Linked DNA regions of Mus musculus: regions 2, 3 and 4 are each linked to region 1. The links are chromatin contacts, called in public Micro-C and promoter capture Hi-C maps. All regions are on one chromosome and are shown on one strand. Each heading gives the region's core, a stretch centred on a gene start, on an enhancer-like site or on the middle of the called end of the contact. The rest is flanking DNA. Distances are from core to core; before and after follow the strand shown.

Region 1 (6,393 bases), core at 2,419-4,918:
GAGATCTGCCTGCCTCTGCCTCTGAAAGGCCTGCCCCAGAACAGCATTTCACCACCATCATCACCACCACACCTGCCCCAACACAGAAGTTCTTAGGCTCCACCTCCGTCTATTGAATCTGAAAGGGGGGCGTGTCCTGTAGCACCAGCATTTTAATCAGCCCCCTAGAAAATCGGTTCTTCTAGAACTTGAGAACCTCTAGTCTTCTAGACATAACCCTGTAGAACTGCATCTAGAGATTCAATATTTTACATTGATTAGTCCAAACTCTAGGATTTCCAGATTGTGAGATCACTTTTGGCAGACAATGTTGTGATTTGTGTATAACACCTTTTTTTTTTTTTAAGACAGGGTTTCTCTTTATAGACCTGGCTGTCCTGGAACTCACTTTGTAGACCAGGGTGGCCTCGAACTCAGAAATCTGCCTGCCTCTACCTCCCAAGTGCTGGGATTAAAGGCGTGCACCACCAACGCCCAGCAGTCTATAACACTTATAATCCACTGTTTTCAGTAGATAAGGCAGGCCATGTCAAGTATGTATATTGCTACATCTTCATCCTACATCCCAGTGGCTGCACTTACTGGACCACCACAGACAAGGTCAGATAGTCTACAAGATGGTCAAGACCGTCTAGGTGGGTTTGATTTCTTGAGAACCTTAATAGATCTAACAAAACCATAGTCATTGACAAAATACTGAAGGTATAAAACCAAAGCTTTGGGCAAGCACAGTTCCAATATGCATATTTTTATTTCTTTTAATTTTCCTTTCTCTATGAGTGCATTTCTGTTCCTTATACCAGAATTATTTGATCAAGATACACCTTAACTATTGATAAGAAATGCTAAGTGATTGATTGGCCATAGTTATTATTCTTCATTGTAAAGCTTGCCCAAACTATTGGCTTCCCTTTGATACTGCCTTGTTTTAAGTGGTTGCATTAAAGCGATTTGATATCTCTGTCCAATTTTTCCGTGCAGAAATAAACTTGGTAGCATTTTTATTGCATTTCAGTGCTGAGCATTTAAATCCTTTTGCAACTGCAGTTAGTCTGATCCTCTGAGAAACAAGTGCAAATTGCTTTGTAAATCAACAACCAAAGAATCAATAGCAATGATGTTCTTTAAAAGAATTCCAGATGAGTAGTCCCTATAAAACGCCGTCATTACACTCAAACATTCAAAAGCAAGTATCTTTAAAATGAAGGAAATCATAAAACATTGTCTCAAAGATTATGTGGCAGTGATTAAAAGCCCGAACAGGATTTGAGAAGTGAAAATTTGTTCTGAGAACAGTTCTAGTGTAGCATAACGGGAACATGAGAATGAAGCTTTTCCTTTTCAGGTCATGGTTATTGGCTTAAAACTTGATGCAAACAAAAATTACCAGAGTGATGATTGCCAAGATGGTTTAAATCCAACATATCTGCTCTTAGTATTATTCTCTTGGAAACCTCCCAGAACGAGAGACCAACAACAGGTCATTTAATCCAATTACTAATTTCATGCCCGAGTCACTTCTACAGCTCTAAAACAAGGGGAGCTCCTGGCATTGTGGCTAATGAAAGCGAGCCATCTAGCACACCCTGTATAAGAAATCTATGATGTTAAAAAAAAAAAAAAAAAACAAAAAAAAAAAACAAAAAAAAAAAAACCATGTTGGAGAACGATACTTAAAAATGTGGTTCCTTGCTTCCTCTGTTTTTGAGAAAGGTGTTGAACATCCACAGACTAATAATTGTCCCTATACTTGGTTTTCCTCCACCTCTAAGCATTTGCTTGTACATAACTGCTCAAAATAAAGAATATTTTCCCCAAATTTCTCCATTGTAGCATTTAATTGCTATTGCTGTGCAACAAACTACCAAAATTTCAAGGCTAACACATACCTCCTCCTGTTTTTAAGGGTTCACCAACTCCATGGATCAGAACTTTGGTCAGGCACCTACCAGAGGGCTAGAGTGACTTCTAAATGCACCACTGGCCAAAGCAGTCACAATCCCCCTTGCGTTGCACTCCGGGCTTAGGAATGGTAAAGTTGTTCTGTGGAAGAGCACATGGGCTGGGAGGTACCATTACTCACTTTCAGAAAATAAAATGTATGTGGTCAGAAGTTGTAGCCAAAAGAAAAGATGAGTGTTTGCTGCCGGAAGGAGGCTCCTTTCTCTTCCCCACTTTCCTGTTAGCTGACTTAGAGGAAATGACTGGAGGTGGAGGAGCCACAAAGCCAGAATTACACAGCAATGAGCTTGAATGAGCGAGGATTCTTGATCGACATTGAGGACCGCAACGATAAAATCCCATCTTAACTAGTATTCTTTGCATTTTCTGCTGAGCAGTAGGGAGAAACATGATAGAAATACATCTTAGATTATTGGATCTGCAAAACATTTCGGTAGAGAACTTGACTAATACTGTGTTCCATATGGCCTCATGTGAAGACCACATTTTTCTGAGTTTATTTCTTATACACCACACAATTACAATTTAGAAGTATGTTATTTTAAAAAAAACACACACCAGTATTATTATTATGAGGTTAAGAAACTGAACTTGAGAAATGAATTCCCTTATGAAAAAAAAAGATAAATAAACATTGTAAACAAATGGGTAAGAAGCAATTTTTAAAAAATAAAACGAAATGATATTTTTGATTTCTAGGTTTTGGGTTTCGTGAGTCACATATTTTCCTTATGTGTGGGCAGAAAGGTAAGTGAGAACAACTAAGGAAATAAAATAAAACTCAATAAATAAATAAAACTTAAGAATAAAATAAAACTCAAGTGAGTTTGCACTTGGACTGCTTTACAATGAAATGGGCATCGTAGAAAATAAAGTATGCATATTTATACAGCGTTTAATTTGGCAAAAGATAAATTTTTCTGTTTCAAAATTCTCAGAATAGGCTCGTTTTAAAGACAAGGGTTTTCTTTAAAAAGCACAAATGTGTAGTTCTCTTTTCCTTTTTATTGCTATATTCAAATTTTGGAGATTTAATTGAAGTGACGCAAAGTGTCAGGAAAGGTTTTAAAAATAAGCAACAAGAGGCTAATCAGGTAACACACCCTTAGTTGTCTGTCCAGCTGCCCTGACTACCCTGTATCCTGTCTTGAAGGATCAACTAACTTTGTTAAGTGCTACACAATAAATGCGGCCTTTGTCTCAGTAACCAGTAGGAAATGTACTAAGCAGAGTGTGGCAGAGCATCTGTAAGGCAAACCATCACAGCCACGAGGCTAAAAGGCGGAATTAAAGAAAATTTTGTGACAGACAAGTGGCAGCATCTCTTTTATCCAGAAGAGAACCAGTAGGGCTGTGCGACTAACAAAAGACACCACGCACGTTTCTCTTGGGGTTGGATTCTAGGAAAAGGAAAAGCCACCAAGGTGGAGGCTGAAGTTTCAGCAGGAATTGCGCCGCACCAACTCTGCGTGGGACAGGGAGAAAGGTGCGTGGGATTCGCTCAGGGAGCTCAGGTGGAGCGCGCGGCCTCAGCCCCACGCCCCAGGCTCAGGCTGCCTCCACCCTGGGGCCACTTGAGAGGCGGCAGTGCTCCCGCCCGCCGGGTTGCCATGGTTTCCGGGGATCACGTGGGCGCGCGGGCGGAGGCGGGGCGCCGGGCGGGGGGCGGCGCAGCGGCGGCGGGAGCAGGAGCGGGAGGAGCTGGAGATGCTGCCAACCCTCCCCGGGCTGTGCTCGCTCTGCTGCTGCCGCCGCACGGAGCAGCCTCGCCGGGGGCCCAGTGCGCCGCGCTCGCAGCCGGTAGCGCCCGGGGCGCTCGCTCGGGAGCCGCGCAGCCCGAGACCGGACCGCGGATAGGGGGCGAGGGCGGCGTCCAGGCGCCTCGGCGTGCACGGGCAGGATGAGCATCGAGATCCCCGCGGGGCTCACGGAGCTGCTGCAGGGCTTCACGGTGGAGGTGCTGAGGCACCAGCCCGCCGACCTGCTGGAGTTCGCGCTGCAGCACTTCACGCGGCTGCAGCAGGAGAACGAGCGCAAGGGCGCCGCGCGCTTCGGCCATGAGGGCAGGACCTGGGGGGACGCGGGCGCAGCCGCCGGGGGCGGCATCCCCAGTAAGGGTGTCAACTTCGCCGAGGAGCCCATGCGCTCCGACTCCGAGAACGGCGAGGAGGAGGAGGCCGCGGAAGCAGGGGCGTTCAACGGTGAGGACCGGCCCCCTCGCGCCCTGAGCCCCGGCCGCCGCGTCCGCCTCACTCTCGAACCCCGCCTCGCTCTTGAACCCCGGGCTGAGCTCCCCACCTTCCCCGTGCTCTCCACCTTCCCATTACGCCCACCCCCTCAGCACCCATTTCGGTCGCTCCCACTCGCCCACCTTCCTACTCAGCTCTCTTGTCATGCCCTCCCTTTCTCTGGAGGTGGGGAAAGGAGAGGTTGCGCTCCCGCTGCCCCTCTGTCACCTCTCTTTCCGGGGCGATTTAGGGTGGGCATCTTGCTGGATCGTTAACTTTCCCGTGGTTGGAGATGTCTCAGGCTCCGGGAGTACCATTGTGCATGAAGGGCGCTTGGCGGCCTCTTTTCAGCCCTTTAGATTTATTAATGGAGTGTTCTGGGAGAAAGGGCGAAGCATGTAGGACTCAGTGAGAAGAGTGTGAAATCGGACTCGCTGAGGTAAAACAAATTAACGATAATAGCTGTGACATTCTTGGAATACGAATAATTTATTTTCCAGTTTTTCCAATACCATGTGGTGGCGATATTTTTGGACATATAACAAAGGAGCATATTTAGCCTGATACCTAGGGGGTCTTTGGCATGAGGAAATAGGCCAATGATTTTCTTTCTTTAAAAAAAAAGATACAAAACATATATTGAATGATTTTGATGTTCTTTTTAAAGTGTGTGGAAAAAAAAATAACACCATGGGAAGTTCTAAGAGCTTTGTCAGTTGTCTTAATGAAAAGCCAGCCAGCATCTAAGGACCACGCCAGACACTGAAGCTAGAGAGAATGAATGGGAGAGAAAGGGATTGTTTTAAATAGCTGCTTTTGGCGAGTCCCACCCCTTATGCTTCCCACCTCTCCCTGACACACCAGACACACATGCGTGTTTACACAATATGACCAAACCCCAGGTTTTGCAGGAGCCCGGGCTGAAATGCCGTGGTGTGCAAATGGACAAGTATTTTCCTTGGTGGTGTGAGGCGAGCATGCATGCAGCTTTTATTTGTTGATGCTGCTGGTGTGGGATTTGTGTGTCCACAATGCCTTTCACACAGTGAAAACACTAAAGGGCCATTCACTTCATTTCCCTTACGCCCTCCTCCCAGGAAGATTTTCATTCCTTTGTAGAATTAATTATATGTTGAATGGGTTATAAAATTAATGCATTCTTAGCTTGTTTAAAACACACAAACCCTGGATGTTAGTGCTCTGTGAATGTGAAAGATTGCTATTTAGATTTTTAATTTGGGACATTTGGGTGCTTTGAGAATAGGGTAATCATAGTTTTAATTGTTCCCACACCAAATCAGATGCTTGTCTCACTAGGAAGGGGAACTAGACAGCATCTTACACAGATGGTATAGAAAGGACAGTGACGTCTAATACTTGTATGCACACACATTTGTGCACATGCTATGTGTCTGTGGCATGGGGATGCAAGCGCAGGCAAGCAATGCACAATGGAAAAGGGGACTAGTGTCCTGAATGGGAGGCACCAAGGAGAAGGGAGGCTTGGGAGAGCCTCTGTGCTCTTTGGAATACAGTATTAATACAGTCAAACCTAATTATATCTAATTCTCTTGAAGCACTTTGCTTTGGTTTAATTTCTCCTTGCAAGAATGTGTATCTTGCACATTGGAAGAAAGAAGTGCTTTTGTAATTTTTATGAAGCTTTCTATTCCCCAAGTCATCTTTTCTATAAAAATCACTCAAGGTCAGTTGTAATAAATGCTTAACCAGTTGCCTTTTAACATCTCTACCTCCAGGGGTTTTAAAACTTCTTGACTATAACACAATTTGATCTTTATCCAGCAGATGTGTACGGGCATGTGCATAGCCGAAACTTTGGCATTGGTATAACCTCAATTGGGGCAATTCTCTTTTATATTTTTCTAACCCAACACTTTAATTATGTTAGATGTAAAGTGTGTTGAGAATCGGTTTAAAAAAGAACTGTGAGCTACAAAACGCTTGTCAAACTGTTTTTGTGGATGGCCTTTCAGACTTTGTGGGCATCCTATCATCTGGGTCTTCTTCTTTTTAAACAGCCCTTTAAACAAGTACACTCTATGGAGCTTGAATTTGTACAAGGCCATGATGTATCCAAACCTGATCATAGGGAATAAATATATATGTGTGTGGGGGGGTGTGCATGTGTGTGTGTGTGTATATGCACACACAGACACATCAAGATAGAGTCATCATTTATGGA
Region 2 (6,393 bases), core at 2,406-4,905, 890 kb before region 1:
AGGAGCCCCAGGGATCCACCTATCTCCATCTGACAGTACAGAGGTTACAGATGTGTACCCACTGGGGATCCAAACTCAGGTTTCTGCAGCAAGCACTTTACCCACTGAGCCATTTCCCCAGTCTCTCTGTTTACCTTTTGAAGTACTCATATCTAACTAGGGCATATACCCAGAGGTTTTGTTGAGGTGTCTACTCTATTCTGTTTTTCATTGCCAACGTTTTTCTTATAGTAAAACATTAATCTCAGCCTGCAGACCCCTGAGAGCTCCCAAGACGTTCCCAGGCACCTAGAAAGGTAAAAACTCTTTTGGTAAAAACACTAAAACATTATTATTTTGAGTATATTGACACTTGCACTGATTGAAGTCTAAAGCTGCTGGGCTTTAATAAAAATCAGCAGTTTTACCAAAGTGTATCCACTACCACACACACTAGCAGTTTGGAAAAGATTGACTTAAGAATATGTTTGACAGCTGGGCAATGGTGGCACACACCTTTGATCCTAGCCCTTGGGAGACTGGGGCAGGTGAGTCTCTGAGTTGGAGGCCAGCCTAATTTACAGAGTGAGCTCCAGGACAGTTAGTACTACACAGAGAAACCCGGTCTCAAAAAAACAAAATTGAAGAAAAAAACAAGTGTTTGATGAAGCAGTACAAATTAGTTTAACAGAAGTGGGAAACACAGGGGGTTTTGTTGCATATCAAGTTATAATGGCTGGTTCTAGAGAAAGTATTTAAACAAATGAGCTGTAAACTGAAACTAGTTTTCATTTTTCTTTGTAATACCACCACCTTTCTCTGATGGTCAACCTTCACTGAGTTCCTTCCCTTACCGGATATCTACCCACTTAGCCTACATTAATTAATACAGTTTCTGATTTTACTGAGACTGTTCTTGCTAGTGCCGTCAACGGTCTGATTACTAAGAGCAAGGGGCATGCTTTGGCTCTTACTTTAAGTACGTTCTCCATAGCACCTGACATTATTGAACGTTCTTTACTTGAAACTCTTAACAGCAATAAAGATGTTTCTCTCTACCTTCCTAACTATTCCTTTCTTCTTAGCTGGCAAGCTGAGTCTTTAGTCTCTACCAGCATTTAAAAACTGTTAGGTTCATATCTACCAGGGCCTATAGGAGACTGACACTTAAACTATGTGAAGGGATTATCTACAACATATCCTTAAAAACAATTCAAATACTTTTCTGCCACAGACAATAAGGCCATCACCAACCCAAGTCACAAATAGAATCATCATCATAAAACAGTTTAATTTCTAGTCATCTCCATCCTTACTACAATTAATTTTAGGTACGAATAATTTCTAAAGCAGCAGGTTTCTCTCCACGTTGGGCTATTTTTATACTGTTAACAACTAAAATTTTCTAAACAGGCAAATCCAAGGATTGACTCGGAATCTGAGCTTAACTGGAAACTACCTAAATACGACCTGATATTCTATAGCTTGTACACATAGGACCAGTTTTTCATGACTACCCTCAGAAGGAACAAGGGCTTTGAACTTGTTATAATCATTTAGAACCATACTTTTGCCCAGTATGTTCATCCAAGCAAAAACCTACTTACATAGGCTGCTTCAACTTTTCCTCCCACTAACAGGACTCTATTTGCCTAGAAAGCCAATCCCTAGCTCACTAGTACTCACTCTTCAAATATTCTTCCATCTATAAAGTCTTCCCCAATGATGCTTTCCTGTCTAACCTACTACTTTACAAGTATCTCTAACACACAATTTACCATATGGCATTTTTATAGTCTCCATTACATCCTTGAATGATCATGAGAAAAAGAGTTTGATTCACATCTGTAAGCTGGCATTTAGCACAGTGCTGGTATATGCTACCTACTCAAATATTTGTTGGGTAAATACTCACTACACCATTAACACTCTATAGTCTTACTACAAACTTACTGCCTGTGTAATAAAAGGTTTTCAAACTCAAAGTATTATTTTAAGAAACTTAAAGATAATTTCAGCACACAACAAAATTACTCCTACTTTAAAATATTCAAGAAAAGATATAAGCTGCCTCTTACTTAAGTGAAAATCTAAATTATTAAACTGAATTGTAACATTCAATGAGACTAAATGTAAGGTTCATTCTTAACACACATTTCTTTGATTTCTCCCCTATGACTTTTGGAATTAAAATAACAACCTTCTTCTAAACTTAGGGTTGCACAGAAAGTCACGTGTCTTTTGCCAGTTGCAAGAGCAGCATTTCAGTTTTCACAAAATTGAAGGCATAAAGTGTAAATACAAAAATCAGAGCGAGCAGTCATCAGTCATCGGAGAACTTCAAGCTCTTCGTTAAAACACACGCACGAAACCGGAGAGTTCTTATTTTTCACCCTCAACATGAACTGTGAAGGAATTAAACGTTATCGGCTACGAAACACTACCTGACTGCACACGGGGCAAATAAATGCCAAGTGCTTACATTAACTCTTCAAGTCAGCACCCAACTATAGTGGGCCGCTAAGTTTGAAGGAAAATCGCAGAGCTTGATAAACTAGCTGCACGTGACAAGGTCTAACTTGTAAGTCTCCTTTGATGTTAATGATTGCTTGGCAGGAAAGGGCAGAAAGCTGACTTTCCAAGCAGGATGTTGCTATAAACAATCTCGACGTCCAGGCCAGGCGTTAAATGGGCCGACAATTTAATGCGTCGGGGCAAGGGCTTTGCCTCGGCTTCTCTGACACACACTATTTTTAACAGGAGCCCATACCCGCCGCCAGCGAAGGGCGCAACCCAGGTCTAGCCTCGCCCGCGGAAGCCGCGGGCCTCCGGGCGGTCGGTATCAGTTGGACCGCAGCAGGAAATCCTGTCTTCCTTTGCGGATGGCAGTGGAGCCTGAGAAAAAAAAGCGAGCGAGCTTCCACGCCTCCGCGGCTAGGGGCGGCCGGGAGAAGCCGCCCACACCGGCGACTCGACTCGACGCCGGCCGCCATCTCCGCCCCGCGGCCTTCGAGCGTGGGGGACTCCCTCACGACCGCGTCCCCGCCTCCCGGCAAGGCGCCCCGCGCTGGACCGGGCGAGGTCGGCGTCGCAAGCTGCACTCACCCACTCGAGGATCTTGATGAAGCCGAGCGGCTCCTTGAGCGGGTTGAGGTTGATCTGGAAGGCGGACATCCTCTGAGGGAAAGGAGGGAAGAGAGTCAGGACGCGGGGCGGAGGAGGGGAGCGGCGAGACCGGAGCGACTCCGCGGCGAGAGCGGGAGGCGGAGCCGGCGGGGCTGGGGGCGGGGCCGGAGGGGTGGGGACGAAGGGGCATCGGGGCGGGACGGCCTGGCCTTTAAGGCGGGGCCGGGCGGCCGTTGAGTCCGCGCCCAGGAGACAGAGAGGGCGAGCCGAGACCAGGCCGAGGAGGGACTGGGAAGGGCTGGCTCCTCCCCCGGCCGCACCTGACTCAGCCGGCTGAACCGCTGACGAACCATGTTGGCTTTGGAAGCCATGCGTGTGCCGCGCCCCCTTCCCCAAAGCCTAGCTCTGTCTCTAACGCGCACGCGCGCTCCCTAGGCCCCAGACTCTTTTCCGGCCTTTGCGAGCGCGCGACGGGGGTGGGTGGGGTCGGGGGACAGCTGCGCCTGCGCAGCACGGCCCTCCACCTCGGTGGCGTTCTGGTTGCTATGCCCTTTTGTGGCTGTGACTGCCCGCCCTCACAACGGCCCGTTTTCTTCCCAGTGCTCTGAACTTTTGGGCAAATGTGTCAAGTGTGTACACAGACAAAGCCTCACTTCAAAGCTCGTGTTCAGGGCCCTTAAAGTCATAGTTATTGCAAAACTGCGGCCGTCTGGCGAACCTGCCTTATGTAAGGGTGCTTGAACGTATGATTCACCAAACATTTCCGCAGACATCGCAAAGTTGTTGGAGCCAGAGTAGGAGAAAGACCACCCATTTGAGATCATGGCTTGACAGGTCTCACAGGACAACTCATCTCTCCACCTCTATCCCCGTTTGGCGAGGCCTGTATTTCGTGCCGTTTTTTTTTGGGGGGGGGCGGGGGAGTGGGGGGGGGTCAAGTTAACTCATCTTTCATGATTTGTCTTAGGGAACACTCCCTCCTGCCACCAGAATGGGACCAATCTAGACATCTCTTCTCTGGCTTCCTTGTGCCTGGCCTTTTTTGGAGGGTTGGGATAGTGGCCTGTCTTCATGCATGGTGAGATAACACCAACATCGAAGGAAGATCTTTGCCACAGAGGATCCTAGTTCCAGCTCCCAGGTACTTATTTATATTTCCTAAATGTCAGTGGAGTATTCCATTAGAACTGACCACTACCCATGAACAGTTACTACCAAGCTAACACTTCCTCCTTCCTTCACTCTTATTTCCGTGTATTCCACTCAGCATTTCTCTTTAAGTCTTAAAAAAAAAAAGTTATTTTCTGCTGAGACCTGTTGGATAGGAACCCACAAGTAAATCACTTAGCTGTGCTTCAAAGGAAAAAGTATTCAAAGTAGAATTATACAAAATAGCCAAAAATATATTCAATGTAATTTCAAAATGAAATAGATGCTAACAGGATGGGATAATGCTCATCTTGCAACTTTATAGAGCTGAGAGGTCTGAAACAATTTGTACTCCCATGGTTTGTTCCTGTAGTCCTGTCACCAGGCAGCTGGCTGAGGTTTGCTTGACTGCACAGTTGGATAGGAATTGTGGGAAGGATAGGCAGGGGAAGCAAGTGAGGAGCTGGTCTCTTGTAGCCTTCATTTCTGTCAGGCAGCAGTGAGTGGTGGCTGAATCCCGACAGAAGCAGCAGCAAGTGGCACCCTCTAGTGTTGCAGCCCTCATAACTCAACCTTACAAATGTTCCGGTTTGTAAGTCTAGAACACTGGGGTTCCTCAACCCTTGGCAGCTCTTGGCCCAGGATGAGACCTTTGGCCCTGAAGGCTTAACAGCTATCTGGAGCTCTTGTGGTGCCAGGGCCTGCCCTTGCTCTTCTCTGGCTGATTATAAGGTTTTATCCGTTAGTCTTGGCTCTCTACCTCAGCTGCTAGGACTGTTCACTTCTGCCGCCTTAGACACAGGGTACCTGCTACTTCTGTGTGTGCCATTTTGCCGCCACTGCTTTCCAGTCTCTGCTGCTTTCTGTTCTGTGTCATCTTATCCTGCACTACTAAAAGTAGGCAAGACCACCTAAGAGCAGTTGTGTGTGTGTGTGTGTGTGGGGGGGGGGGGGTAAGGCTGCAATACCAGAGGAGCTTACAACACCAGAGTATCCTGACTCAGCACACTGAGTGAGCCTGAACGTCCTCTGATGTAGCCTAAGGACTATACCTACCAACACTGGACAAGCACAACTGTTTGTTTTAAATAAATTATACCCAACACTCTGAGCTAATCACAGATTTGTCTCTTAACGCTAGACCCCCTGTACTCACTGATAAGTGGATATTAGCCCAGAAACTTAGTATACCCGAGATATAAGATACAATTTGCTAAACACATGAAACTCAAGAAGAATGAAGACTGAAGTGAGGACACTATGCCCCTCCTCAGAATTGGGAACAAAACACCCATGGAAGGAGTTACAGAGACAAAGTTTGGAGCTGAGACGAAAGGATGGACTATCTAGAGACTGCCATATCCAGGGATCCAGCCCATAATCAGCTTCCAAACGCTGACACCATTGCATACACTAGCAAGATTTTATCGAAAGGACCCAGATGTAGCTGTCTCTTGTGAGACTATGCCGGGGCCTAGCAAACACAGAAGTGGATGCTCACAGTCAGCTATTGGATGGATCACAGGGCCCCCAATGGAGGAGCTAGAGAAAGTACCCAAGGCGCTAAAGGGATCTGCAGCCCTATAGGTGGAACAACATTATGAACTAACCAGTACCCCGGAGCTCTTGACTCTAGCTGCATATGTATCAAAAGATGGCCTAGTCGGCCATCACTGGAAAGAGAGGCCCATTGGACACGCAAACTTTATATGCCCCAGTACAGGGGAACGCCAGGGCCAAAAAGGGGGAGTGGGTGGGTAGGGGAGTGGTGGGGGGGGTGTGGGGGACTTTTGGGATAGCATTGGAAATGTAATTGAGGAAAATACGTAATAAAAAAAAAACACTAGACCCCCAAAGGAAGGGTTCCATGTCAGGTCACTGTGGGAATGATTCCAGGGTCATCTAGAGTGGGCATTGAGGAAGCAAAAAAAACTTAGATAAACTTTTTCAAACAGCTCTGGATGGCACTGTGCCTTTAAGAAGCAGAGCAGTCAGCTACAGTTTTTGCATAATTATCTCAGGGTGTCCATGAGATGTCCAAGATATTTGTTATTAAGCACATAGTTATTGTGCTCAAGGTAGCCAAATTGCTCCATTCTCAATGTCTATGCTAATTTGTAGGGAAATGAGCATCAAAAG
Region 3 (6,393 bases), core at 1,305-3,804, 840 kb before region 1:
AGGGAGCCATGAGAAGCCAACCAGTAAACACCACTCCTCCAGAGCCTCTGCAGAGCTCCTGGCTCCAGGTTCCCACCCACCCTACATTCCTGCCCTGACTTCCTTCTATGCTAAACAGTGATGTGGAATTGTAAGAAAAATAAACTCTGCTGGTCATGGTGTTTCACATTAGTAATAGAAATCCTAAGACACCTTTACTTATATTCCTATATATTCATTTAAAATAACAAACACAGCAGGTGATAGCCAACTAGCTGAAACATTCAATATTACTATATCACTGTATGCTACACACACACACACATCTGACATTTTGTGCTTTCCATAGTGGCACAAAATTATGAACATTGTTGCTTTCTTATTATTCTTACAAAGAAACATCTCAGGCCTTAAATTCCAGTGTGACATGCATGGCTTTCTCACTTATCATGGCTGCTGTATGGAGCCATAATCAAACCAGCCTGATATGTCAACATTTGGTCCACAATGCTGTGTCCCTAAGGCATCCATCTGGTCCCAGGGATGGTGGGCTGATGATGGGTGGTGCATTTTGCTATATGGTGCCAGCTTCTTGTGTTCAAATGTGACAATTCACATTCATAACTGCCAACAGCATTTAGGAAACTATTTCCTTCTTCCACACTCCAAGAAATAAGTAAGTGGCTTTCTGGGTTTTGTCAACTATATAGGCAAAAGCAATCCTCTGAAACTGTGTACCGGGAATTTCGGTATCTTTGCTTATTCTAGTGTGCTATCTCAACCTTGTTAATATCTGCAAGGGTTTTTTTTTTTTTTTTTTTTGGATATTGATCTTAACCATACATTGAATTTTTTTTTTACTCTAGTATTTGTCCACTGATTTTGTTTAGGTTCTTGTTTGCCTCTGGCCCAGCTCCCATTTTCCATGTCTCTCCCCTAATCTCATCTCCTCTCTTTTTCTTTCCTTTCCACCTGCTTCAGTGTGGCCACTTTTCTTCCCCTTTGTTTTGTTCAGTCAGCTCTCGCTTCTCTCTGTCCTTACCTCCTCTTGTCTCTAGCTCCCTGTGTTGATTTTAAGTGCAGAGAGCCTGGCTTGTGTCATCTATACAGCTGTGAAAGACTAAAGGTGACTGGAGCAGACACAAAGAGGCACCAAATTCTCAATTCTCAGAACTGGGTTGAGACTTTGAGAAGGTTTCCTTTTTCATGGAGAACCACCCCTAGGCCTCCTGGAGAGCCTAATCCCATAGGTCTGGTGTAGGATGCAGATGGTGTGTGTGTGTGTGTGTGTGTGTGTGTGTGTGTGTGTGTGTGTGTGTGTGCAGGACATTCCAGTACAGTACACAGTTAAGACCAACAACCTGTAAATGAGGATTGGAATGGGGGAACTGGGCTGTTGATCCCCAGTGTCCGTACCTTGCTTAGAAGACTGAAATCCAGGTTGTTGAAGTCCCAGGTGACTTGCTCCAACAGCTGTACAGCTCAGCTCAGTGCAGGACAGTCTGAGTCTGCAGGTCCATCTGGGCAGGACCTGTTCAAAAGGCAGCACAGCTGAAGTACTCCAGGTGGCCAGAAGGTGGCAGTGTAGTCGTGTGATACTCAGGCGACCTGCTGGCCCGGAGGATGCTAAAGCCAGACTGGCAAACCGTGAGGTGGGAGGGATTCTCTGGCCCTCTGACGACCAAGTTCACCCAGCATCTATTGAAGTGAGCTATCTCATGTCAAATACTCTCATTTAATCTTCATGGAAGCCCCAAATAAGGCACATTATTTCTCATCTACCAAACGGGGAAGGTAATTTCTTTGTATTCAGCTACAGTTACTGTATGTACTGCTTCCTCCAGTGTCAGCATATTAACACAAGAGACACTCCATTCATTAGTTCATTCATGCTGATCATTCCTTCCCTGCCCTTCTGTCCTCTACCCCTTCCAGGGACAGCAACGATAACTGCGTTAACCAAGGAAACGCAACGTCCATAGTTGTTCGCACTTTAACAGGTCACTGAGGAAGCAAATAACGGTTGGATCATGATGACATAAAAGCCCTGAGGTGGCCTCTGACACACAGCTAGGACAAAGGTCACACTGAATATCTGTGGACCCAGTGCGGGACCTTACTTGGCTAATGTGACATTACTGGATGATCCCTCACAGCAGTTTTCCAGGGGACATGGCTCTACAGATTCTCACCGTCTCTATGGCTCCTTTTCCTTGCATCTATCTTCATGCTTCCCTTGGCCATCAAAGGGCTGTGCCAGGCTGGTGGCCACTGAGAGAGGAGGGCTTCCCAACTCATCTCCTTCCTCTAGCTCTGCCTCTCTCCTGGTGTCAGCATCATCATCACACAGGCCACAGTAGCCCAGGCTCTCACACCTACCTGTGCTAAGTCCATCCATCTGTCTATCCATCCACCTGTCTGTCCATTTGTCCATCCACCTGTTCATGTGTCCATTCTTTATCCACGCATCCATCGGCCCTCCATCCATCCACTCAGATGCTTCCAGCATCCAGCCAAGGCCTGAGTTTGCCAAGGCTAAATTTAACCCGCAGCTGCCTCATCAGATGCTGGATATTTTCAGTGAGGAGTCTCGGGCCGCTGAGCTGGAAGCCTCTGAGGGCTGCTGGCCAGAGCTTACACCCGTGCTTTGGGTTGAGCTCAGCATCCAGGCTGTTTCGAGAACTTGTCTCTTCCACTCTCTTCCTTTTAATTTTTAAAGAGATATTGTAATGCTATCATTTCCTCCTTTCCTTTCCTCCCTCTAAACCTTCTCATGAACCTCTCCCAAAGATGGAACGAGCAACAGCCGAGAGCCAAAGAGTCAAGTGACTTAGAGAAGCGGATTCTACCCCACCCCCACAGCACTGATGGTACCGGCACCCCTCACAGCCCGCAGAGCTAGACTTCAGGCGAGTCTCTGGTGGTTGTGATGCCTGAGGGACTAAGCTTTGTAAACCTGTCTTCTGCTATCCCATTGCTGGGACTAAACACCAAGTACTAACTAGGTTTAGGTATTTTATAGAGAGCCTTTTATTTAAGACATCAAAGATTGGACTCATCCCTCAGTCCCCTCACATCCACCCTGATGGAAACTGAGGCAAGATGAGAGCAAGTGACAGAAGGACAGCTCTACACTGTCACCTGCACACTGTCACCTGCACCCTGTCACCTCCACCCTGTCACCTCCACCCTGTCACCTGCATAGTCACCTGCACACTGTCACCTCCATACTGTCACCTGCACCCTGTCACTTGCACCCTGTCACCTACACCTTGTCACCTGCACACTGTCACCTGCACCCTGTCACCTGCACCCTGTCACTTGTACCCTGTCACCTGCACTCTGACACCTGTACTCTGTTACCTGCACACCGTCACTTGCACACTGTCACCTGCACACTGTCACCTGTACCCTGCCATCTCCACACTGTCACCTGCACCCTGTAACCTCCACACTGTCACCTGCAGCAGCCTGAGTTCTCTTTATAGACCACCACGGGGGGGGGGGGGGGAAACCCTGATCCTGGGCTGCCACCTGGGCAGGAATTTCAGGATGAGCCAATAGGAGACAGAGTTGGAATTTACTAAAAGCAAAAAGGAGGGCAGCTGGGGAGGAAACACAGGTGTGGGCTGCTCACAAAGGAGTCGGGTTTCAAGAGTCCTCCTGGTGACTATGTCTGGGTTCTGGAAGCGTCTGGGGTTCGCTGCTCAGCAGGTTCCTAAGGGACACTCCCCTCCCCTACCTCTCCACTCTTGAGATTAGAAGTTGGCACTGAAGGTGCCTTTGGTGGGATTGCAATCCAGTAAGGCGCCAGGAGGAGCCCCGTAGATTGCACAAAGGGTTTGTTTAGGACCCATCTTTTCCTGTTAAGTGTGGTTTCTGGTGAGAGCCTAGGAAACCACAGGTTTGCAGGTGAGGTTTGCAAGGCCTTAAATGGATGTCATTGGCTGTGTTGTCATCCTCGACTCTCAGCTGGTGAGAGGCTTCACCCAGCTTCTGAGCTGAAGGGCACCTTTCATGTCCACGTTCCTTAAGCTTCTGTCCTCCCTCAACAACACAGAAGTCTACCACTTCAGTGGCCAGAGATCCCACCGCTGTATAGAAAATAGGGCAGGAGGCGGGACTCATATGCAAGGTCTGTTGCATCATGGGGATAATGACATTAAACTAGTACTGTCCGTGTCTTCCAAAGTATAATTTGCTAATGTAGCAGATGGCTCCATCACAAGCTGTAATTTGTCCCCAAAGACTCCCAATGCATGTGGCTTCCTAGAGTCAGTAATTAGCCTTGGCAATTAAAGATTAAAATCAGCATAATGTTGTTTAACTATGCCCCCTAAGCAAGCCATAGCATTTGAAGAATTTCTAGGTATGGCAATATACATTTGAAAAACTGTTAACTAGATAGACTGATAATTTGAAAGTCAACTCAAGACCCACTCTGCAGATCTGTGTTTGTATACTCGCATTACTATCTCAGCTATTTTTTGCATGTATATGTGTATGATGTGGCTGTGTGTATGTTTCCAAATGTGGGTGTGAGTACATGCGTGCGTGCTGTTGAGTGTGCACTTGTGGGAGGGTGCACGTGGAGGCCAGAGACTGACAGAAGATGTCTTCAGTTGCTCACCACGTTATCTTTTGAGACATGGTCCCTCACTTGAATCCAGAGGTCATCAGTCCAGCTAGTGAAGCCAGCCAGCTTGCTCTGGGGACCTGGTCTTCACTCCATGAGTCATGGCATTACAAGGGTCAGCATGCCTACCTGGGGGATAGGGATGCGCAGGGTCTGAAAGCAGGCCCCTTACTCCCTGGGCCGTCTCTTTAGCCCATGTATCCCAAGTGTTCACCCTTACCTAATTTTATTACATTTTAAGATTTAATCTTATTAAAAATAAGATTTAATTTGTGGGAAGTGGGGACCGCTGGTTGTCTTTGCCACTGTTGGTCCCTGCTACTCCTTATGCTCAACTTTATCGTTGGTTCATATCTGTCACTCTTGTCACTTTGTATACAGAACGCATCTCAATTTTGTCTTTTAATGGATTAATCACACTTATATTCAATGAGTTATTACCTCTTTTTTTTTAAAGATTAATTATTTTATTTATTTATGTCCCAAATGTTGCCTTCCCTCATTGCCCACCTCCCAGAGCTCTTCACCACCCCCCTCCTCTTTGCCTCTGAGACGGTGCTGCCCCCTTCCCCTACCCCGGCAACCCCCTCTCCTACTTCTTCTTTTTTTTTTAACTTTATTTTTGTGTCTGTATATTAATAGAACAAAATAGTGGGCTTCACAATGTCATTTTGATACCTTCATTTCTTCCATTTTTGCTTGTCTTTTGAGACAAGATCTCTTTACATAGTTCTGGCTGTCCTGGCACTCACTTTGTAGACCAGGTTGGCCTTGAACTCAGATCAGCCTACTTCTGCTGCCTAAGTGCTAGGATTAAAGTGTGCACTGCTACCCCTGGTGTGTGTGCGTTTCTATACTTTGTTTGATTTTACTTTGCTTATGCCTCTTATCCTGTGTACTACTTTACATGGCTTGATCAAGTAGCCATTTATTCCCTTTCTTCCATTAATTTCCATGGCTTCAGTAGAGTATAACTGCTATAACATAAACAGCTGCTTAAAGTCTGTATACAGGGCTGGTGAGATGGCTCAGTCAGTAAAAGCGCTGGCCACACGAGCCCGGGAGCGTGGGTTTGATCCCGGGAACTGAAGGAGAGAACCAGCTTTGGAGATGTGCCTTCTGACCACGTGCGTGCCCCGGCACTGCGGTGTCTGAGTAGCCACATCCCCAGGCCCTGCTATGGAGCAGCAGCTTCCTCTGTGTAGCTCTGGCTGCACGTGACATCGCCCCTCCCCCCACCTCCGCCTCCTGAGTGCTGGCATTGCACTGCAGACCTTTATATCCAGCTTTACTTTCAATGTTGACATATTTTCCCAGGGTGTAAACAATATCTCTTCCTTCAGTACTTCAAATATTGCTTCATATTTTTCTTATTTGCATTACCTCCAATAATAACCAAAAAAAAAGGTCAAAATATTTACTATCACACCCTAAATATAAAGCTCTTTTTTTCATCTGTGGCTGATCTTAGGACATTTTATCTTATATATGTATTTCTAGAAGATTGGCTGTGCAATGTTGTCTTAGTCAGGATTTCTATTCCTGCACAAACATCTTGATCAAGAAGCAAGTTGGGGAGGAAAGGGTTTATTCAGCTTAAACTTCCATATCGCTGTTCATCACCAAGGAAGTCAGGACTGGAACTCAAGCAGGTCAGAAAGCAGGAGCTGATGCAGAGGCCATGGAGGGATGTTCTTTACTGGCTTGCTTCCCCTGGCTTGCTCAGCCTGCTCTCTTATAGAACCAAGACTACCAGCCCAGAGATGGTCCCACCCACA
Region 4 (6,393 bases), core at 2,697-5,196, 760 kb before region 1:
CATATTCAATGCCACAGAACAAGTTCCATCATATGGGCAACACCTACAGCAGAGTAGGCTCTACTATCCCCATCCTGGCTGACACCCTGCTTCACTACAGCTAATGCAATATATGGGGGAAAAAAGCAAAAGTTATCTGCTTCCCAGGAGTTTTTAAAATTTGTGAAGCCCTGGAAATTTGCTGCCACAGAAGATAATTTGTTGCAATTCAGCTCTGAAGCATAAACTGCTTGTAGGAGTTGGTTCTCTCCTTCCACCATTTGGGTCCCCGCCTGAGAGCAAGCACCTTTCTTTACCTGATGTTGCCAGCTTTACTGTCTTATTTCAACTGTCCAAGTTTCCCCTACAACTTATAAAACTTACTTGGAGAAATATATTTAAAATATCACCCTCTTCCTTAGGACAAGGTCTCATATAGCCCAGGCTACCCCATACTTCCTATGTAACCAAGGGTGCTAGGTCTACAGAGGTATGTCAATGACTGCTACATGCATGTGTTTTAAGGACAGGAGAAAAAAAAAAAAACAACAACAAAAGACCAAAACGCTGAGTCCTAGCACTGCCCCTCCTCAGTGGTAAGTGCTGGTGCCATGGACCCATGTCCCAAGCCTGTAGTGTTTACTCAGAAGCACGGAAGAGGAGATTACAAAAAATGGGAACCAGTGAGAGGAAAAGATTGGAAGTTCCAGTCAGAACCAACCTGGTCATATGATTCTCATCTCTCCAAATCTCTTCTGCAATAATTCTCAACTTCCTGTGTTCCTCAGCCATTGGCGAACACAATGTCTGCCGGTTTCATTGCCACAAGGAAGTTAGGCAGCTCTTGGAAGCGTCCCTAAAACCAACCTTTCTCCACCCTGGATTGTAACGCCATGTTGTTCCCTCTGGGTTCCTTCACTCCGTATAAAGGAATGACGGCAGAGTGCTGGGCCCTACGTCGAGGCCTAGGAAGCCTCTGAGAAGCAAGCTACCCTGGCGGCACATCTCTCAGTGGGGTGATGAGACCTGAACACTGCTGAAGGACTACTTTTGTGTATTCTGTCTTTTCCAGCCATAGCACAATGACAGTGTCTTCTGCTAATCTGCTAGAGATAAAATGTTGAAAAAAATGTTAAAACTATTCTCTGCTGTAGGCGCTTATTCAGGAAAAAAAGTATACAGTTTTGTGGAATCCAAAAGAAAATCATCTTTGACTGCTTTCTGGTTATTTCTGATTATCCCAGAGGTAAGTTCAAAGGAAAAACCACGTCTCCTTTACAGGAAAGTCCCGAATGCAATCCAACCACCGAAATGGCTGGAGTGGCTCACACCCATTCTCCCTAGCTGGGTTAGTGCAATGTCACTAAAGCTGGGTAGGAGATGTGCCCTAAGCAATTCTGAAAATATAAATGATTGAAGCCGTAAGAGCAGGCCCTTTTTATTTGGAAAATAAACTCAAGATGAAACTGAAGAGCTGCATCTGCCTGTGTTCTCAGGTCCTTATTACACACAATGAAATACGAGATCCCAGAAATGGAAGTGTGCTTCAAATGCCCCTGCACTAGCCCCGAGTGTCCTGCCCTTTCTTAAGGACACTGTGAAAATGTATCCCACATGTTGCTATATGCTTGGCCACCGCCTTCTCTGCTGTGTAGTTTAGGAAACCATTTCCCTTTAATTTTAGAAGAATCTCTTCATCCTCCAGCCACTCTCTTCTAAACAGCCACGAATTTTTGAGATCTGACAAGAATATATAATTGCCAAATGAAAGAATTTTCATTACTTGTAATATCGTGCTTAGCACTCTTGCTACCTCTCTACCTAGGATTAAAAAGACAAGAAGGATAAATACTTTAATATTAGCCCCCTGAGACCACCGGTCAGGAATAAAATTTATTATATGCAAATAAAATTCCCTCAGCTAAGCAGGACTTGCTAGGACATTAGAAAGCTTTAAGATTACTTCTTAACTAAACACATCTCCAAAACACCACTGTGACCTGCAGCAGTGTCACACTTGGCACTCACAATGGCGGGAGGAGCTACTGCTTTCTTTTTGATAAACCCTGTAGTTCCAGCTGCTCCTTCTCTGCTATGTAGAGCAGACTAGCCTGGACCTCACAGAAGCCTGCCTCTCTGGTTTCTGAGTGTTGGGATTAAAATAATTATGTGCCCTCCTAAGCCTGGACTTTTAAGTCTGTTTATATTTCCCTTTACGTTCAATCGTTTACACATAATACAGTAAAATATCTGAAAATTATCTTGGGATATTTACTGATATTTTACTTTTACAAAATGAGGCTTTTCTAAAATCACTAAGAATACCCAAAACACTTCAACTGAACTACATCATGCAGAGATTTTAGAGCCTCCAGTACCACAACAGAAATGGTAATAATCTTGAAAAGGTGATTTCCACTTTAAAATCCCATCTGAAGTAGGATGTGGAGGCACACACCTTTAATTCCATGACTTAGGAGGCAGAGGCAGGCAGCTCTCTGAGTTCAAGGCCAGCCTGGTCTACAAGGCAGGTTCTAGGACAGCCAGGGCTGCTACACAGAAACTCTGCCTCAAAAAACTAAAATGAAGTAAAATGAAATTCCATGCGAAAGACCACCTGTTGATAAATCTTGGACCCTTTAAAATGAAAAATTACTTACTTACAATAGTTTACCAAAAAAAAAAAAAAAAAAAAAAAAAGGACAAACTAGTATGTAAGCAAATGGGACTCTGAAACATTCAGATTACAGGGCTACAAAAAGTAAAAAGCAAAGAACCAAAACAAAACCACGAGAGTACTACGCCTAAATCGCTACTCAAAACCATCACGATGTTCAAGTAAATACTAAACTTGAAAGCTAAAATTTAATCTGTTCTCGCGAGGGTCCTACTAGTCTGACATTTTATCTTTTAAGCGTCTTGGCTAACAAACTTAACTGAAGATCAGTGCAGTTCATTTCACAGTGTGTATGGGGGGGGGGGGCGGGCGGGCATTTCTTCATCATTCCTCTCTTGGCTAAGGTGCATATCAAATGGAATTAGTGCAAGAGTCAACTCAATAGGCACCTTAAAGCAATGTGCCATTTTACTCTCCCCACAAATTCTCCAGGGTTATAACTCCAGTTCCTTTAACTCTTGGTGTTTCACTTTCCATTTCACAGAAATCACGTAGTTGATCCTGGAGAGCCAGAGCACACTGGCCTCTGCAACCAGGGGGCAGGCACGTGAATGATCCCTAGGTGCAAGGGAGTTGGAAATGCAACCCCACCGAGTGGGACAGCTGAATCAGACGCGGCTCCCGGGGCCGGGTTATCCTCCGCGCTGGGACCACTGGCTGGGTGAGGGGCACACCGCCAGGACCTCTCCCCGAGCTCCCCGGGGCAGGACCGTACCTGCCGAGCCAGGGGCTGTTACCTAACCGGCCCGATCGTCCCACGGTCTCATCCAGTCCTCCCTGTCCCAGAGCCAAGGCCGCCGGCGGCTACGGTAGCTGCAGCGTGCGCCCATCCCGCCGAGCCTCCGGCCGCGCCCCCGCCGCGGCGTAGGCCCCGCCTCCGGCCCGCGCCTCCATCCTTCAGCCACCGCGTTGCGGCTCCTCCACCTGCCCCATCCCGCCGCGCCGGCTCCCGCCGCCCCGGGCCCGGAGACCCCCCCCCCCCCCCATCGCAACTCCACCTTGTACGAGTCGGTGGCCAGCAGGATGTTGAACTCGGCTTCTGCCGCAGCATTCATCTCGGGCCGGAGCGGAGACGCCGCGCCACGAGCTGCCCGGCGCGGCTGCGAGCAAGGAGAAAAATGGGCTTCGCTGCGCTCCGTTGCTTAAGTCACCGCTCGCTCGCAGGGGGGCGGGAGAGCAGGGAACGGAGCGCGGGGAGGGGCCGGGAGGGCGGGCAGGTCCGTGACGCGGCGGTGGAGGCTAGCGCGCTCCCCTGCCCAGCGCGCTCCGGCGGCTTTCCCGGCGGCTCCGCGCCCCGCCCATCCCGGGGACAAGGGGCGGGGCACGGCTGCGCGTGCGCAGCGCAGGGGCGGGGGGGACTGAGGAGGACGTGAGGCACGCGCTCTGCCTCAGCTGCGCCCGCCCCGGGCCTAAAGCCGACCGTCACCCCAGCGCGTGACCTGGGCGCCTGCCTCTGAGGGGCGTGGTCTGATGCAGGGGCGTGGCTTGGCGTTCCCAGCCTCGCCCCTCCTGCCGGGAGTCTCTTTGCCCGCCCCAACCCGGACCTTCCTCTTGTCCTACCCAGTCCCTGCTCGTCCTGAGAGTCTTGTTGGAGTCACGCCACCAGCTAAGGCCAAGGAGCCACCCACTGTCGTCTCCCTGTTCCCGCACGCGCTGAATTACCTTTGTCTCCCGCTTGGACGATGGATGGAATCTTTGGTCCCCATCCGTCTTGTGGATTCCGATCCTCTAGATTTTCCTTTAAAATCAGAGGAGCTGCTTGCGGTCTGAGTTGCCCTGGCGCGTGGACTTGCTTTTCTCCGCGCTCAGTCTGTAGCTGAGCTCTTTGATCCTTTGAAGGCTGACTTTTCCTGGAGAAAAGCCTTTGCGTCTTAGGGAAAGGTTAAATTCAACCCTCTCAGACAATGTAGGGACAAGACCAAATTGAATCTAATATTGTTGGGAAGTAAAAGGCATACAGCCAAGTCTTATACAGTGGATCTGTTTTTTGGTTTTTTGTTTTCCTTTAAATCATTAAATCGTGGGGGAAAGAGCTAGTAACCTCCCAAATAAGCGAAGTGACGTCTGATGACGTCACCCAACTTCCATGAGCCTGTCCTCTTGTTCAGTTTTCACATACAGAGTTGCAAATTTGTTTTGCATAGAACTAAAATTCCCTTTGCATGTTTAATAGCATTTAAGAATTCTAAGATTTAGGCTTTGTTGTTGTTTTGTTTTTATGGAATACAAGTAGCAGGGGGAAATCGGTATAACTAAACTGGCACAGACTGCATCAAGTTAGTAGCTTCCTTTTGCCTTTGACTTCTCAACAATGTTAGATTCAGTTTGGTCTTGTCCCTTCATCGTCTGAGAGGGTTCAATTTAACCTTCCCCTTAAGACACAAAGGACTGTTGAGACTTTTCTCCAGGAAAAGTCAAACAGCTTTCAAAGGATCCAAGAGCTCAGCTACAGCATCCATTCATCTACAATTGACCGCCATTTTAGGCTGTTTTATGCGGGGGGTGGGGGGTGGGTGGGGGGTGGAGGTGGGGGTGGGGATAAGATTCTAATTACAAAGTAGTCTTTGTTCACGGTAGTGTTTTCTAAAAACAAAATTTGATCTTGCAATCTTTCAGTTTTTTTCCCTGTATAAAAATGAAAAAGCCCAAAATGTAAAAATGCTAACATTGTAAGCATACTGACATTGCTAGATAAGTTCAAGAGTAGGGTCTGCAGGAATATTACTGGCTTAATCCCACAGCAATCTTTAGAGGAAAAGGTGACTATTGAAGTTCTTAGAGTTCTTAAAAGCCCCTCTCCCGCAAAGGGCTATATGCTAGTGTGGACTGACTAGAAGGAAGCAGATCAACTTTTAAGAGTTGGGGTCTCAGATATAGCTGTCTCTTGTGAGACTATGCCGGGGCCTAGCAAACACAGAAGTGGATGCTCACAGTCAGCTATTGGATGGGTCACACGGCCCCCAATGGAGGAGCTAGAGAAATTACCCAAGGAGCTAAAGGGAACTGCAACCCTATAGGTGGAACAACAATATGAACTAAGCAGTACCCCGGAGCTCTTGTGTCTAGCTGCATATGTATCAAAAGATGGCCTAGTCGGCCATCACTGCAAAGAGAGGCCCATTGGACTTGCAAACTTTATATGCTGTGTGTCTCACTCATTCCCCTCTCTGTATACTAGCTCTGGTTCTCAAGGCCTTTGCCACAGACCCCAATTTGCCCCATCTGACTTGCTATTTATTCTTACCACATGTGTTAGATATTTGGCAATGGGGAAATACCTTAGAGAAATAGTTATAAAAGAGGAAACATCTATTTGGCTCATAGTTTCAGAGTTTGATCCATATCACTCAGTGTTGTCTTTTTTGGACTTGGAGTAGAGGAGGGAATCATGGCAGAATGAGTGATAGAGGAAAGATTCATAGAAGTCAAAAATGGAGGTGGTGAGGAGAGGGCAGGAATGGAGACAAGGTATAGTCCCAGGAACATGCCCTGATTACCTTCTTCTAGCAAACATCCAAATCATGACATTTCTATCATCTCACCAAATAGTACCATCAGCTGACAAGCTCTCAACATATAAGCCAGAAGAGGGCAGTTCCTATTCAAACCGTAAAATTCTACTTTTGGTCAAAGACTCATCACCATCTGATGTATAAAATGCATTTAGTCCATCTTCAAGAATCCTTAATATCTCAAAACTTTAAGTCCAAGCTCTCTGCAGAGTTCAAAACAAAATG

The links. Promoter capture Hi-C pulls out the DNA fragments that hold promoters and counts their contacts. A called contact is a pair of places that touch in the nucleus more often than the background predicts.
Region 2: a Micro-C map of embryonic stem cells shows a contact between it and region 1, with 9 times the contacts expected there. The contact joins the promoter of 4933406C10Rik here to the promoter of Prkar2b in region 1. A contact is called at or near these places in 2 of 484 Hi-C or Micro-C datasets (both in embryonic stem cells), 1 of 115 datasets of contacts at active chromatin or transcription factors (astrocytes) and 1 of 9 other capture datasets (adipose tissue).
Region 3: a contact with region 1 is called in a promoter capture Hi-C map of hippocampal neurons, with 5 times the contacts expected there. The contact joins the enhancer-like site here to the promoter of Prkar2b in region 1. A contact is called at or near these places in 2 of 39 promoter capture datasets (3T3-L1-derived adipocytes and hippocampal neurons) and 4 of 115 datasets of contacts at active chromatin or transcription factors (astrocytes, bone marrow-derived macrophages, large pre-B cells and 1 more).
Region 4: a Micro-C map of embryonic stem cells shows a contact between it and region 1, with 3 times the contacts expected there. The contact joins the promoter of Nampt here to the promoter of Prkar2b in region 1. A contact is called at or near these places in 8 of 39 promoter capture datasets (the 3T3-L1 cell line, cranial neural crest, embryonic stem cells and 5 more), 2 of 484 Hi-C or Micro-C datasets (both in embryonic stem cells), 4 of 115 datasets of contacts at active chromatin or transcription factors (astrocytes, embryonic stem cells and forebrain) and 1 of 9 other capture datasets (adipose tissue).

What each region holds. Positions count from the first base shown.
Region 1 is chr12:32,058,552-32,064,944 of GRCm38.p6, reverse strand. It overlaps Prkar2b (protein kinase, cAMP dependent regulatory, type II beta), which reads left to right and starts at 3,668. Exons shown (of 11, transcript NM_011158.4): 1 at 3,668-4,163. The coding sequence starts at 3,863. Gm51992 (a long non-coding RNA gene) reads left to right here and starts at 402. Exons shown (of 3, transcript XR_003950224.1): 1 at 402-635; 2 at 1,907-2,032; 3 at 2,662-2,726.
Region 2 is chr12:32,951,051-32,957,443 of GRCm38.p6, reverse strand. It overlaps 4933406C10Rik (RIKEN cDNA 4933406C10 gene), which reads left to right and starts at 3,655. Exons shown (of 6, transcript NR_044986.1): 1 at 3,655-3,939; 2 at 4,073-4,246. It overlaps Sypl (synaptophysin-like protein), which reads right to left and starts at 3,258. Exons shown (of 5, transcript NM_198710.3): 1 at 3,085-3,258. The coding sequence starts at 3,153.
Region 3 is chr12:32,892,837-32,899,229 of GRCm38.p6, reverse strand. The region is part of intron 2 of Gm33484 (a long non-coding RNA gene); the gene reads left to right. Among named protein-coding and RNA genes, the nearest start is that of Gm33484, 13 kb to the left of the region's middle. Within about 2 kb of position 2,554, at least 37 of the 459 cell types and tissues checked have an H3K27ac peak or open chromatin away from gene starts, as enhancers often do. A contact at or near this core is called in hippocampal neurons, where this site is marked.
Region 4 is chr12:32,817,888-32,824,280 of GRCm38.p6, reverse strand. Nampt (nicotinamide phosphoribosyltransferase) reads right to left here and starts at 3,946. Exons shown (of 11, transcript NM_021524.2): 1 at 3,655-3,946. The coding sequence starts at 3,711. It overlaps Gdap10 (ganglioside-induced differentiation-associated-protein 10), which reads right to left and starts at 165. Exons shown (of 1, transcript NR_045032.2): 1 at 1-165.